2 separate regions of the Drosophila melanogaster genome follow, and region 2 is linked to region 1. Evidence: chromatin contacts called from public Hi-C data. All regions are on one chromosome and are shown on one strand. The core of a region is the stretch at or near the end of the contact, and the rest is flanking DNA. Distances in the headings are between cores, read along the strand shown.

Region 1 (7,681 bases), core at 1,469-3,968:
CACTCTCACTCTCGGCTGGTCCATTTGGAAAATGGCATGTCAACGGAAATTGCTTAATCATTTCCACGCATATCATGTACACCTCGTATACATATGACTAATGCCATCTGTCTGTGCTCTTCCTTTCCGCGCAGGTAAGTTTTACTGCTATCGTTTTTGGGCCATAGGCAGTTAAAGGAAATCATTGCGTAAGTCAATAAAAAACGGAGTTGATTTGTTTACTTAGGACTTCCCCCCCGGGGGAGGAGTTGCGTAATCCCCGGTTCCTGCGAGGAAGTGGCTCGTAAAAAGGGAGCCATTAGCATGTGCAGTCTGAAAAGCGAGGCGCATAATGGATTTTCCAATCAATGCAGCCCATAATTATGCTCACCAATGAAGTTATTGGCTCATTTGGTCAGGCGGCTAGCGAAATAAGTGGAAAATGAACTGAACGGAGATACACTCCACTCCTTGATTATCGTGGCCATCATACGAACATATCTCCTTCACCACCACTGCTACCTGACCCCTTGTCGCGCCTAACGATCTTTAACCTGACCAACAACGATCCCATCCCGGCCATCTCGGCCCAGACAGTCTGCCAGTCTTTTGTTGTTTATTGATCGTCGTGTTGCACAGCATTCAAACGTGCGTCGAGTGAATTTGTGTCTTTGTATCTTTGCATCGCAGTACCTTTGTATCTGGCGAATGCATTTCGTTGTATCTCAAGTGTATGGGATTGTTTGTACCAATGTTTGTCCGGCTCATTTGCAAAATCTGCTGGGTAATCAGACACCGGCTAGGGATGTCAATTAGCTTATGTTGCTGCTGCTGCGGCTGCTGTTTTGCCAAGTGCGTGACCATTGAACCTGCATTTCCCATTTCCCATTTCCCTGCTGCTTTAAGTGAAAGTGAAAATGCCAGTCGTTCGTTGAACTTGCTGGGAACTTGGCATAAGCAAAGCTCTGCCGACCCTCAGAACTAATTGAAGATTTCATAACTCAGCATTTATGGCCCTTTGCAATCTCAGTGTCAGACTCTAGGAGTCTAAAGCAGACAATTTATGATACAAATTAAATGCATGAAAATTATGATGAATGCGAGGCGAAATTTATGCTGATGACATACCCAACAAAAGAGCGCCAATCCGCCCAGACTCCTACGGCTTCACAAGCTCCTTCTACCTCGCCTGCTCCTGCTCCTGCTCCTCCTCGTCCGCTTCCTGGAGGGCAGCTCCAATCAAGAGCCAGACGATCCACAGACAACAAATCGCCGAGTCAAGGAGTTTGCGGCCCAAGTCGTTTCTGTGTTCATGGATACACGCAAAAAACGATGTGTTACATAGTAAAATCTTTGGAAATATGTATATTATTATGTAGCTCGTTCTTAATAACTAAGATATTTGAATTTACTACACTTATTCGTGCCACTTTCTCTAAGTGTAAGTCTGGATCTGGTCCTAAGTTCCATTGCCTCCCGCCCCTTCCTTTATGGTTTTTTGAGCAGCTGCATGAGGGGCGGGGAGTACAACGAGGTGGACTCCTTGTGGCTGTGGCTGCCTGCCTCTAGCCGAAAGTTGTTGCGTATTTAAAATGGAAATTGCAAGTTTTTCGCTGAGCGTTCCCAATGTCTTTTCCCTGTCTCTCTTGCTCGCTCGTCGACGCTTTTGTTTCACTTTCGTTTGCTGATTGCAGGTTTTTTGTCTTAGCTCATTTTGATTTTATTTCTCCCGTCTTATTCGGTGCATTTATCACGGTGCCACACATTTGTGCCACAAGATGCCAGAGAATCGGGCGGGCATGGCCAATGAAATTGGCCGCAAGTTTCCTTTTCATTTTCATTTTTTTTGCAAATTGAATGCTGCTTTTCAAGCCGATTTCAAGGGTGAACGATTATTGGCCAAGACACCACACTCCTTTCGCCATGATATTTGAGTGAAATTTCTTCATGCAGATCCATCTGCAGTTTTGTCATCTCTCGCTGGCAGGTTATGAAATATTTCGCAACTTTTGCTGCGAAAAATTTCCTGTTTTTCTTCATTTCACTTACGCACTTCTCTCCTTTGGCGGAGTTCGGTGGGTTTCTCGGCCGATTGGTATTAATTATTATTATGGTCTCGTTTTTGTTTCGCCTTACGGATTTCTGCAGCTTTTATTTTTAATGCCCAGCGAACCTGTTGCAATGCGTTCCACAAGCTGAGATATGCGCCTGGGTGTGGAGAGATGAATAGTTATGAGGTTTTAGGTTTGGCTAGCCAATCTTGGTTTTCCAAAGGGTGCCTGACACTATATATTTAGTTTTATTTACTATCATAAAAGTACGAATGATCCACTTCTATCCCATGACCAACTCACGTATGTTCGCCCCATGCTATTCATCCCTTAGTCTTTTCACCCATTAAAACCATTTAGCATTCATTAAGCCCAATTTCTGCCCCATCCATGGTGCTCGGAATAATCAACAAATTAACTAAATTCCTAGTGGGCGCCTCCATCCCCAGAATAATCCAAATTCCGAAGTTGTGACATCAAGAAATGTCGAAGCGATTTCAAGTGCAGCCCCGGGGAATCTTGGGAACATATTCGAACATTCCCAATCGTCCGCAACCTGTTTGATCCGTTGGTTATCAAAGATATTTCCAAACATGTTCGAAGCGAACCTCATGATGAGGTTGCATGGAATCCATAAGATACAATCCACAAGCTGCTTTGCAGCTACAGCCCAGCGGAATTTCAATTCAGTTCGCGCTCAACTCACAGACACGATGGTCATTCAAACGCGTTAACGAATAATAATTTAAAATAATATTCAAATGATAAATACACTAAAATATGCACTAAACCACGCACTAAACCTAAATCCACGAACTGTACATATTTGTGTAAATAAATAAAGTATAAACAAACAGCGAAGAGAAACCTCGAAATACCAATAGACCGCTCAAGTTCCCATACATTGAGCTGGCCAATCGTGTTTGAAATTATTTGTTTGATCGATTTTGTGCGGTGTGAACACCTTGTAAAGGCATTTGCAAACCTATTGCCATAGCAAGCAAAGTGTGTTAAGCTGGGAAACACCCTCTGAAAAGTTTATGTACTACCCCCTTCGATCGGTCGAATAATAACTACCACAAGACAAGCATTAAGTTTGTGTTTACGTGCTGCTGACTAATTGCGTTTATATAGCCCGACTATATAAAACTGTACAATAAGACACGGCCAACTGTTTTAGTTTGAACGCCTCAGTTAAAGCTGCAAATTGCTTCGCTACCAAGTGAAGTTCTACATTTTCGCAGCGAAAACGTTTTTCAATTGATTTTCATTAAGTGAAAAAATCCCGAGATTGTCTTCTTTTCGGTTTCCAATTGATCGCAATTGCACCAGACCCATAAAACATATATACAAAGTGAGGCTGCATTCCAAGTAGAGCAAGACAGTAACCACTTCATCATCACAACATCAGATGCTGCATAATTAGCATTCGTTGCGTGGAGCGTCGAAAAAAAAAGCGGAAAATGTATCTCATACAGGTGAGGCCAAGCGATACAATGGATCCCCCTCTCACGATTAAGTGTTTGCTCTTACTTATCACATGCTGGCGGCACTGCACTTGCCGACTGAAAAAGATCTTCATTTAAGCGTTTTTTAATTGTCCGCCAGCTGAGATTTTCAGCATTTACAATTCTCCCCTCCGTTTGAAATGACTGTGAGAGGCACGCATCTCTGGCGTATATAATTTGTTTAATTTGTAGCTAATTTATCTTTCCACTTGGCAGCGGGCAGATCGGATGTCGAGCAAATGGGGGGGGGTTCACTGGAGCAGGTGCCTCATTACTGAACTTTGAACTTGAAACGGTGTTACGATTTACAGCTGGTAATGGATTACGGTTAGGCATCGGGGTTCGGGTTAGCAGAACAAATGTGCAGGCCTGAGATTATGAAGGGAACTCAAATATTTTGACATAACCATTAATCATTTGTAAATGATATACATTCAATCGATTGCTTTTGAGTTATCTGTCAGCATTGCCCTAAATTATTTAGAGATTTATTCCGAGTTTATATCAAAATTTGTGGAATAAGTATGTCAGAACAACCGACACAACATAAATCCGACGATCGCTTCACTATCCTGCAAACCTTATCGGATGTAGTGGACTCTGGTCTCAGCAAGGAAGCCCTTAAAATCTGCATCGAACTGGTGGACAATGGTGTCTGTGGTGGAGCACTAGCACATGTAATTCGAACCATTAGAGAGGAGATTCAAGATGATGAAGATAAGGAAAGTGATGATTCCGGAGAATCGGCTGCATCAACAGACTCAACTTTGTAGGAAATGAATATAAAATATATTTTTGTGTTTATATTTTGTGTTTGTTAAATTAAAAGTTCAACTTTCCGATGGTCTGTTTCCGAAATTTGTAAGACGCTGGTTCTTGGACATCCAATTGCATGATTTTTGAAGGCTTTCAAGAAGACTTCGCCACTCTATTTGCATTCATCAAACGCAAGCGACTGGCGTTTCTGAAAACGGTATATGTGCCGGCCATGATAATGAAAAGTTGCACCACTTTGGCTTGATAGTAGGTCTAAGATGATAATGTGTTTAGATAAAAGCTTATAGCAAACCGAAGCAACAAACGACTCACCTGTCTTATATAGATGGGCAATGGAATGTGCGATCGATGAACATGGTAATCCATTCCTCTGAACAGCCAATAGCCCGGCCACGCCCCCAAACTGGCGAAAAGAAATGGTGCTGCAGTACTGTAGGCCTTTTCAAAGGATTGCGAATGCACCAGTAAACGTATCTCCTCGCCAAGATTATGCATCCGAGGTGGGTGGGCTATTGCCTTGGCTGGTTCCTCCTCCTTTCGCTTAAGCCTCGTCGAGAACTTCTCCTTCAGATTGCCGTAATAATTTTGGATGCCCATCTTGGAAAGGTTTAATTTTCGACCGAAAGTTGTGTATTGTGTGTGTGTGTAAAGTTTGGACAGAAACATATATCAAGGCTTACCTGAACTAAGAGGAGTCTCCGATGTCAGCTGTTTCTTCCTGATTATTGTGCACTGTATGCATTTCTATTGGTATGCCGGCAGGTCGACCCATTGATATCGTGAACAGACCAGTGGCTAAGATAGCCAACTGCATTAGCTTGGCCTGTTGATAGGTCTGAAATGAATAGTTTTCAATAGGTTAGACTGCACGGGGTAGACTGCTATATTTCAAACCCTTTGAATGTAAAATGCGATTCTCTCCGTTTTTCGTGCGGACTGCCAGTTGTAGCCGCGCCAAATCCAAAACGCTGGCCAGGACAAAAAGCTGACCTCCAGATAGGGCAATATATCAATTATCTTCTTCGATAGACCCTGAGGTGCGTTGCGATCTACGAAGTCAACAAACTCTAGCTCGTAGTTTAAAGCTGGAGCCGTTTGTTCCCTAAACTTTTGCAACTTGACATCTGGGGTTGGAATATCACCAGAGGTTAGGGGTTCAGTGGTATCAGGTGCAGTTCGATCAGAGTCCGGCTTCCCAGTTTCCTGGCTCGAAGCTTCTGGTATTTGGTTTGCAGTGGTTTGGGTTTCTTGTGCATTCTCTACATTCTTAGGACTGTATACCACCGCTGCAATGGGGGAAGTAAAGTTATGAAACAGCTCTGAGATCTTCTGGAGCAGCGAATCCATGCTGAAAAGCTGAACTTTTTGACTATTAATTTTCAATTTTCCCAAAGGTGCCAAAGCAAACAAGAATAGCTTGCTGGGTTTTTGGTTTCGTTTGAAAAGTTCAAAGACTCGAGGCAATTGCATAAATTATCGCCTTAACTCGTTCGTTCATGCGGGCTTACATTTGTTTTAAACTAATTTACCCTATTCATTTTTCTATTTTCTGTCTTTTTATTTTGGGGGCCCACAGAAGCCGCAGAACAAGCTTCATTATTGCCGGACTGCGGGTGCCCAAGATTGGGGTTCTATAGTACGAGTACGAGTATAGTCTATATGGTGTATGGTGTACAGTGTGGTGCCGAAGTGGGTCAGTTGGTGCAGCGGTTCATGCAATTATAAAGCGCATATCTACAGGTTGCATACCAGATACCTCCACTTCCACTTCCAGCTCGACTTCGACTTGGGTCCATTGTGTGGCAGTGGCCAACTGCTAACGGCTCGGACTACGGCAGGTGTCTCATCAGTTCATTGTGTGTTTTTAGTCTTTCCACTGGGTCTTGTGTTTTTCGGTTGAAAATGTGGCTTACCTTCGGCGACAGCATGGAGTTGTATGGCTTTTGCCGGGACAAAGACGCACCTAATGAAGTGAAAATCTTTGGTTCTATTGTGATAGTTCTTTGATTAGCGGACTTCGTTTGGAATATTCTTAAGCCACTCCTGATGGTTCATCGATCATGTGGAAAGTTGACATCTAACACTCTAACAGTTCTCTGCATCTGCGGATGAATTGAGAAGACTTAGAATTGATCCACTTGCCCACTTATTTACCTGAGAGTATCAGCATTACCATTTTAAAGCCATTATCTCTCCCCGTTTCCAGCATCTTCAGACCAAACTACTCAAGCGTTGAGCCTGAATGGGGCTTTCATTCAAGACGCTTTGAAACCACAAATTGCATTTCTACGACTTCACACAGATCGATTCCGAAACTCTCCGTCTCTCAGTATTCTATCCACATTTCTCTGAAACTGCGGCCTACACACAAAAATGCCTCTACCCTTTTAACTGTTCAAAGTCAAGCTCAATTAACCCAATTTCAATTTGGAAAATGATTTGCAAAAGCCAAATAAATCGTTTTGAAAGTCTTCGGCCTGTTGCCAAAACACTCGAGCATAAATCAGCACCACAACGAAATTTCTTTGGCCAAAACGCCAACTCGCTTTTGGGCCCACCTGCAATTAGTCTGCTCAGGTGGGTGTATACTCTTATACTCTCTTTCACTCCCCGAATCGTGTGAAATTGCAACTTTGACTGCGGTCAATGTTAATAAAATTTTCGATAGAAACCATTAACTGGTAACTTTACTGGTAAATTGTATAATCAATTGACAGCTGTAAATGTCTGGGTTTCCGTGAAAGGTCTGCTCGTGTGACAGGTGACGACACTTCAGGTGTCAAGTGCGCAAAATTCGGTGGAGATCGGTTGCCAAAACAGTTTTGATTACATTAACGGACGTTGCTTAATTTATGAGTTTGAAATGGTTATGTACAGTGATTTTTTCGAGTGAAAACTTTTTCTGATGCTGTAGAAATGGCTGAAAGATCAATTAAAGCAACCATATTCATTTATAAAGATTTACCGCGCTGTTTGCTTGGCTAAAGATACATTTGAACTCTGAATACACCACTTTACATCTAACAATCCATGGGTTTCTTGTTGAAAAGCTTTTAAGCCGAAGACTATCTAAGAACTTTTCAAACCCGGCTCACCTTGACTTTCCATCAAGCGCTAATCTTGATCATTTTTAACTGCATTCCCCTTATCCACTTTGGGCTACCGGCCTTGTCAGAGAAGCAATGAATCTTCAATCTTGTGAACCTGCCTGCAACGGCAAAAAGCCAATCCCCAATCCTCAATACTCGAATAGTACGCCTCATCGTTCTTCTCTCAGCATTATTATAAAATGCCGCATCACTGGCCGCCAATCTCGACTAACCCATCTCCAAAGAGGCCCGCATACCGAATACCCGTGCATATTAC
Region 2 (7,681 bases), core at 2,044-4,543, 490 kb after region 1:
ACAGTTGGGCAGCAGCATGTTCCGAACATCCCATTTCCCAGGATCCTGCAGGACGCCCCCGTCGCCTCCGCCGCCTTCTCAACAGTCTGCCTGTCAAGCTGACGCTCCATTTGTGCAAATGAAGTGCTCCCCTTTCCCAACTGAAACCCACGTCCTCCTCCTCGTCCCCATAACCAGTTTCCCAGCTCATCCTCTTCAATGTAATATTTTAATATGTTATCCGAACATTGTGCGCTTGTTTACAACTTTTGCTCATATGAGGATTGTTCAAAAGCAGTTGGGCTAAATATTTATTAACATTTTTCCCCAGCACTGCGCTATTGCGAAACTATTTTTCGGGCCATAATAAGTTTGCATATTTATGCATGTTATACAATTGCCAAATGTGCAGCGCAGCAAGTTAATGAATAAAATTCCATTCCACTTTCGGTGGGGTGCATCATTTCGGCCGGGTAGCATTTCAAGAAGCCCCACAAACTGGCAAATGGGTGGGGAAATTATTTCATTTTATGTTAATGATACGAACTAGACGGCTGAAATTGCATTCCTTGCGAAGGTGGTGGATGTACTTAATCGAGTTTATATTGTGCGGAAGGTAGCTTGAAAGTCAAGACAAATACTATGGAACGCAGGCAATTTAGTGAAAGCTGTTTATCAAGCCATCAAATGCAATAAAATTGTTTTTAGTTAAGCGACTATTCTCTGTCGGTTCTCTGTTTGAATTTCTTAAAGGCAAGTTATTACAATATTATAAATGATGGCGAATATTAATACGAAAACTTAATTTCAAGCTCTCATATAACATTTTTTCGTTCTAGCTTAGAACTTGAATGCTTAAAAATATATATAGTATCTGAAAGATATTTTCTTTAAATTCCTGACGCGAGTTAATTCGCCTGGCAGTGCCTGCTCCACATCTCGTTCCTCGTTGTGTCACGTGCAAATTGAGTTGTGCCGAAGCTTGGCGGTATTGGTGTTTGGGTGTTTGGGTGTGGGGATGGGTTGTGCGCGGAGTGGTGCGGCGGTGCAGGTGTGGATGAAATGAAACGTGCTGTGGGGCCCAATGAAGCCATGCAAGGAGTCCATGGACAGGCATACGCGGCTGAGTATTAAGCGTATATGAATGGGAGTAGGGGCACTTATGCCTCGCATTTTCACCCACATCCCAAAAAAAAAAACGCACCACCCACTTCCCGTGAGTGTGTTGAGATTTACGAGTTTGTCATTTGCCTTGCCTGCTTTCAAAGTCACGCACGTTACTGTTAACGAGTGTGTGGAGGGGGGGAGGACGGGGGCAGGGGTTATATCCTGGGTGTTGTTTATTTTTCTCTAGGTCAAAGCCTTAATTTGCCTGCGTGTCCTTTTGCCAACTTTTATTTTGGGCTGATGTGTTTTATGAATGAATCGTGGGCGGCGGAAAATTGTAAACAAAATATGGCAGCTATATATAGATTCATTGGGGGTAAGACGGTAATAAACTTGCAGGCGGCCGACAAATTGCATCCAACAGATACAGATACTGGCACGGAGATACATTCGCTGAACTTGAACTTCTTTCGCGGCCTGCGCCTCAATTTGTTTGGTTTTATTATTTATCTTTCTTTAAATTCTCTTTATTGCCATGTATCTGTATCTGTAGCTGTATCTTGTAGGAGCACAAGTATCTCCTTCTGTGTTCTTAGCTTTTCGCTTTCTGTTGTGCTTCTCGTTCCCATGTACTCTCCTTGTTTTATTTTCTGTTTTCGGCGCTTCTGTTCTGAGCGCGCCAAAAAGTATCTTGAAGATGTACGCACGTTACTGTTAGTTACGAGTATCTGTATCTTTGTATCTCTGTGTGTCGCTTTCTGGCACGTTTTCAGGGCCTCGGCTCAACTCTTCACAACCAGAAGAAGTTCAGAGCCCGCTGCTTTTTAATTTAAGTTGGCGCTAAGACAAACGCAAAATGTATCTATCAGAAACAGTTCTTCTTTTAAAAGTCATTACTCATTGCCATAAGTGTTTGCGGTCCAAAAAGAGAAGCCTCTGCCTTTACTGTAATATTATTATTTTATTTTGTTTATTTGTCTTGCACAAATAAAGCTCGCTGAAATTGCCTGCTTAGGTGATTGTGATTTTGTTTTTTGGGTCTTCTTTGAGCTTGCACTTATTGTAATTTGATCCTCGGATGACCAATAACAATTGTTATCTCTTTGTTTACATGTTTACGCTTGGAAAGTATTTCCTGTGCCCCAAATGCAAATTTCAATTGGAAATTTGTTTTTCTTTGGCTTTCGGTCGAGAGGTGAGTTTAATTGAGGGATTAGGAACAAAAGCGTAGAGTTTTATATTTGATTGGAGCTCAACATTTTTATACATTTGCTCAATTGGCTTTATTAATTGGAGTCGGTTTTATGAAAGGGATATGGCCATTCTGTTTGGTTTCTTGGAAACGTTCCTTACGATTCGTTTTCAAAGAGTTAGTTATGTTCTGTATGCGGCTATTTGTCTTTTTGTTTGATGGCTATGCTTAATTAATGAAAAAAAAAAACCATTTATTTAATTTTCTTTGGTACCACAAATAAAATGATTATATACGCAGAATAGTTATATATAGATAAAAGGTATACATAAAGCATCCCGATTTATATATACTTAAATATATGTATATTGTTAAATCCCTACTACAAACCTTAGTTGTTAATCCATGTCCTTTCACGAGTTTTTTTCCTCGGAAAATGTTGAGTACTTAGAAGCTATTGGAAATCCAAGCCAGTTTCACTATCCATTTGCCGACCGTCGTTGGACCGTTAGAAAAGCCGCGAAAAACCGCACGAAAACGAAAGTTGACAATAACAAACCGCGACGCGAAAACGGAACGAAGGGAACAAAAGAAGGAAATCGCGGAAATTGCAGGGAAACCCAGAGAACCGAGCGCGAAACTGGAGCTGCAAATTAAACCGGGACTTGGATGAAAAGCTGAAGAACTTGGAGCTGCAAGTGCGGCATCTGCGGGAGTTCTTGATTTTGTTTTGCTCTTGGATATTCTAATTCACTGGTCACATTGGTCACATTATTTGGGGCTGCCTGTTTTCGAAACTGGAACAAGTTAGTCGCGAGTCCTTGAACTCGATCACACCCACACCGAAGGGATAGTATATTCCCGAAAATCAGAATCAGAATCAGTTAGTTAGCTAGTAAGTCTCACACGCACTCGCACTCGTTTCTAGCGCTCGAACGGCGGCGGCGGTGCAAAAGTCCGTGTTTTGTAGGAAACTTTTCACCCGAAGGATACACAACAACTGAACTAACTGAACTGAAAATGAAAATGAAAATGAAGGAGCAAACATAAAATGTATCGAACAAGTTCGTGCTCGAAGCGAACAGGTTCATGTTCGCATCGAACCAATGCGGGCTCCACTCGAACTTAAGAATACAACAAGCATGACGACCGAATTCTCTTAACTAGCGGTTTTATATTGTATAATTCATTCAATACTTAAGCATTTTTAAGAAATGATTTTTAATTTATTTTTGTGCTTATTAGTCATTCGTAAAATATATTATTTTTCAGTTTGACCATCATTAAAAGATGAAGAGCAAGATTCTTTCGTTTTGAAATTTGTATTTATTTTTATGTTCCCTAAAAAGTTTTGTAAATTCTTAAATATTTAACTTCGAACTGCTGCTTGTTGCTGTTGCGCCTGCAACTTTTGGCTCGAGAGTCCTGGCACACACACACAAACACACAGCCGCACGCACACAGTTACATTTACGGCTGCATCCTCTCTCTTTCATTAACACACAAGCACACACACACACACACACAGCTGCAACAAGACACGGATACGAACATGCGGCGTTTGAAGTGCGCTTTTGTTGTTGTTGCTGCTGCTGCGCCGCTGTACAGTTGTTGTTCCAATTAAAAATTTTTTTCCCTAGTTTCGCGCTCACAATGCGAACTTGCAATCTATGTGCGCTACGAGATATTTTCTGCTGCCTTTGTTTTGATACCCTAACCAAGGAGCTTACTTAGCTTACTTAGCAATTAAGCACATTGAATTCAAGCATGCATTATATGGTAATTGGCGTATAGTTTATTGATTTATTTACAATTTTATCAGAATAGATAAGCTCGCAAAATGTGTTTCGAAATTCAGGGCATTCGCAGTTCGACCAGCCGAATAAGTTTTACTTTCCCGCTGCTGTTGCTGCGGTGCCGTGGACGTTGCTGCGGTGCTGTTGCTGCCACTGCTGCGCTGGACGCAGGACACGGAGGCAGGACCTTGTGGGCATGTGCCATATATCCTGGCATTGCACTGGCTGCCGTTGCGGGATTTTGGTACAATTTGCCTGCCATGTTTTGCCCCTTTTTTACTTTTGCGCAAAGAGCGGGGGCGGTTGATTTCATTTCACTTTTTTCTCGTGGCGGTCCTGTTGCAACCTCGTTTCATGCCAACTATTAGTGGAGCTGCCATTTTTTCGCCATTTCATAGAGAGCAATCCACGGCGGAAAATGGAAACCTTGACAGTTGCATTGTTGCCTGGCGCTGACAGAGAAAATAACAAAACAAAGCGAGTACGCGGAACGCTGCTGTCTATTTGCATTGCGTAATGGAAAATCATTCAACCTAGGGGCACAACCCTTAACCGACTTCGAATCCTCCGGAACCGAATCTCAATCTGAATCCGAATCCTCCGAACACTGACCTGTCCCATACGCAACGCATACCCATAAAATCCCTCGAGGAACCTCGAAGAAACATCTGCACAAACAACAAAATGCAGCCGGCCTTTTCTCCTCTTAGATAGTTCTTAAGTTCACGATCCGCAGACAAGTTCTTCATAGTTGGGTTTTCTGCACTCGAAGCTGCTGCAAGTCTCTCTTCGTTCTTCTGCATTCCGCTCTTTGCGTTTTTTTCTACTTTTTTCGCTCTTATTTGGCTTTTGCGTGTCCTTTGTGAGGACAGCAAAGGACATTCACACTGCAAGCAGCCACAATAAAAAGACGTGCGGCAAAGGAAACCAGAAATGTATCTGACAGTTGGTGCTGCAGAAGTATTTGAAAAATGAATGAAATGTGCGCACAGAACATGAATAGAAAAATAAAATATTAAAAAAAAAAAAAAAAAAAAATGATAAATGTAATACACTGAAAACAGGGGTAAGATTTATTAGCCAATTTCAAGTATGTATACCTTTTAATCATATAAAATGCTTGCAAATGTGTAGGAACGAATGCACGTTGAGATATGTTAGCCAATAAGGTTGATTATAAGAATATTAAAATAAAATTTAGCTTATTTTTTAACTACAACTTCAAGTGCAGCCATCTCCTAGATCGATTCCATGTACCCAGCGTGTATTCAGACTAACTTCTCCAAGGGCAAACGCTGAAGAAGAGTGAAAATCACTGGCTGAAGTTGAATGCACCATAAGATGCATGGCACACCCAGCAGGACTACAGCATCCTGTGGCTGCATTTCCTCGCCACGTTTTAATTTATTTCATTCCGTTTAAAATCCGCCAGTTGGCCGCCGGTTTTTTATCAACTTACAGCTCCAAAGGAGCATTTCCAGAGTATCTCGGTATCTCAGCATCCGAGTATCTCAATGTTTTCTTCGTTTTTTTTTTTTTTTTTAGTTCGGAGTGGCAAATGCACACGTAATACGAGTAAAGCAAGCCAAATGCATTAACAGCAACAACAAGCCGCTAGAAAGAGAGGGGCATACCCGGAGCGAAAGAGAGGGATAGACACTCCGCACAGATGCATACATATATATTTTTATTTGTGCCATTACAGCCCTCGTTGTTGTACGAGTTTTGAGTTTTCCGAAACTGAAATCATGAAAGGAGCAGATGTTAAATTTTTATACACAACGCACAACAACAGCAACAACGCCTAAGCTGGCAGCGCTGCCGCTGCATTGTTGCTGCTTCTGACTTGTTGTTGCTGTTGTTGCTTTTGATGCCGCATTCTGCACTGCTCGTCATCAGCAGGACATCTCTTTCACTCGCGATTCGGTTGCCAAGCAGCCGCCAGTGATGCCCTCTCTTTCTGACCGCCTCTACTGGTGTTGTTCGACTGCCAGAAACTTCAGCTGCTCACTGCTGTTGCTGTTGTTCTTGTTGTAGTTGTTGGGTTTTCAAGGGATTTTAAAAGGAGAGGGGTGGGTAGGGGGCAATATGGATATTGACCGTCCTTAGAGGAGCCTGCAACCCAAAAAGTTTCACTGGCAAAATCAAATTTGGAGCTGGCTCATTTTATAGAAAATAATAGTTCGATGTGCTTAGATATTTGTTTATGGAACATGAATTTTATATTAATTTCAATGATGATGAAATGGATTAATTTAACAAAACATTCGAATTTGCTGTATTGCAAACTTATTTTTATAATTTTCCCCTTAAACCCTAATTGCAACAGTTTCACCTTTACATAGCATGTGAGTTGGATATGTTTTGTTTTGCGGACTTATCCTTACCTGATTTGTCAATACCTTTTTACCTGGTTTTCGACTGCGTATTGGAACAATAGTTTTCCATTTCGTGATGCTAATCATTGCTAAAACTCCGCACAATACAAGCAGGCAGGACTCTTTTTCTCTCGCTCACATACATATCCTTATAGAAGACAAATTAACCCTCGGCAGAGTCACGGGGTGTGGAATGGGCCTCAATACTCAATGCAGCTCTGTGGGTGGGTTCCGTCCCACTGTGCCAGTTTGAATCGCTGCCAGTTGAAAATACCCACTGTGTGTAGGTTGGAGAGCAGAGTTTTCCACAACAGGTACGAAAGATAAGTAGAACAGGACGAGGCTGTTGCACCTTAGTTTAATTGAGATTTTCGAACATGCACACACTCGAACCCTGACTTATCAATATAATTTGCACTGGTTATGCAACTGGAAATATTGCACAACTGGCTGCGAGTACTCATAATTGTTCACTGGTATTTATTAAGACACCTGGGACGTTGAATGGTGTTCGGTGAAGGACATTCTTGTACTTACCCACAAGGCTTCGATATTAATAGCATAGCATTTATATTGTAGTTATATATTGTAAACATATTTCCGCTTTATGCCGATAAAGAACTAATGTATGTTGTACAGGATCCAGGATCCCCAAATTTCAGCTGCTCCTCGTGTAGTCACCATTCTGTCACCAACTGGGGCCATCTGGAGCACTTTCAGTGCCACAGATGTACGGATACGTGGGCATACATCATCGGGTAATAATGCCGACCATCAATACATCCATTCCATATCCTCTGACAAGCCACGCCGCCGTATCCTCGAAGGCCTCCAGTCCTCATCCGTAACCTCATCATCCCTCGATCCCCAACAATCCATGCATGACTGACCCCCTTTTTTGAACCGCGTTTCGTGCGCGTGACACCTGATGTTATTTTACGATTATTGTTTCTGGATTTATGGAACGCAATTGCATTTGCAGCACGGCAGGTGTTGTTGCTGGATTGCTGCCGGTTTTGCTGCTCTTGCCGCTGCGGAAATTCCCATTTCGCCATTGCACAATTAAAAGTTGCGAATCCTTTGGGGCTGCGTTGGCAAAGCGGCCAAAGGAATAACTATATTAATTAAAAACCACAAAATCCGATTTGCACTATGCCCAGGGCTTAATAAAATTGTTTGTTGAAAATCTACCTGTGTCATTATGTGTTTTGTACCGGAAATGAAATGTG

Evidence for each region. A called contact is a pair of places that touch in the nucleus more often than the background predicts.
Region 2: a contact with region 1 is called in a Hi-C map of the Kc167 cell line, with 3 times the contacts expected there. The contact joins the promoter of Tet here to the promoter of Svil in region 1. A contact is called at or near these places in 14 of 107 Hi-C or Micro-C datasets (the Kc167 cell line, the S2 cell line, cellular blastoderm embryo and 5 more).

What each region holds. Positions count from the first base shown.
Region 1 is chr3L:2,385,274-2,392,954 of dm6, forward strand. Svil (Supervillin) reads left to right here and starts at 2,719. Exons shown (of 19, transcript NM_001299990.1): 1 at 2,719-3,508. The coding sequence starts at 3,494. Mzt1 (Mitotic spindle organizing protein 1) reads left to right here and starts at 3,992. Exons shown (of 1, transcript NM_001202099.2): 1 at 3,992-4,377. The coding sequence starts at 4,063. The coding sequence ends at 4,311. It overlaps CG32298, which reads right to left and starts at 5,716. Exons shown (of 4, transcript NM_167947.3): 1 at 5,210-5,716; 2 at 4,996-5,150; 3 at 4,628-4,912; 4 at 4,310-4,567. The coding sequence starts at 5,662. The coding sequence ends at 5,001. CG32299 reads right to left here and starts at 5,716. Exons shown (of 4, transcript NM_001144402.2): 1 at 5,210-5,716; 2 at 4,996-5,150; 3 at 4,628-4,912; 4 at 4,310-4,567. The coding sequence starts at 4,912. The coding sequence ends at 4,448.
Region 2 is chr3L:2,875,865-2,883,545 of dm6, forward strand. Tet (Ten-Eleven Translocation (TET) family protein) reads right to left here and starts at 3,294. Exons shown (of 11, transcript NM_001274414.2): 1 at 2,669-3,294. It overlaps lncRNA:CR44531 (long non-coding RNA:CR44531), which reads left to right and starts at 6,950. Exons shown (of 1, transcript NR_124765.1): 1 at 6,950-7,536.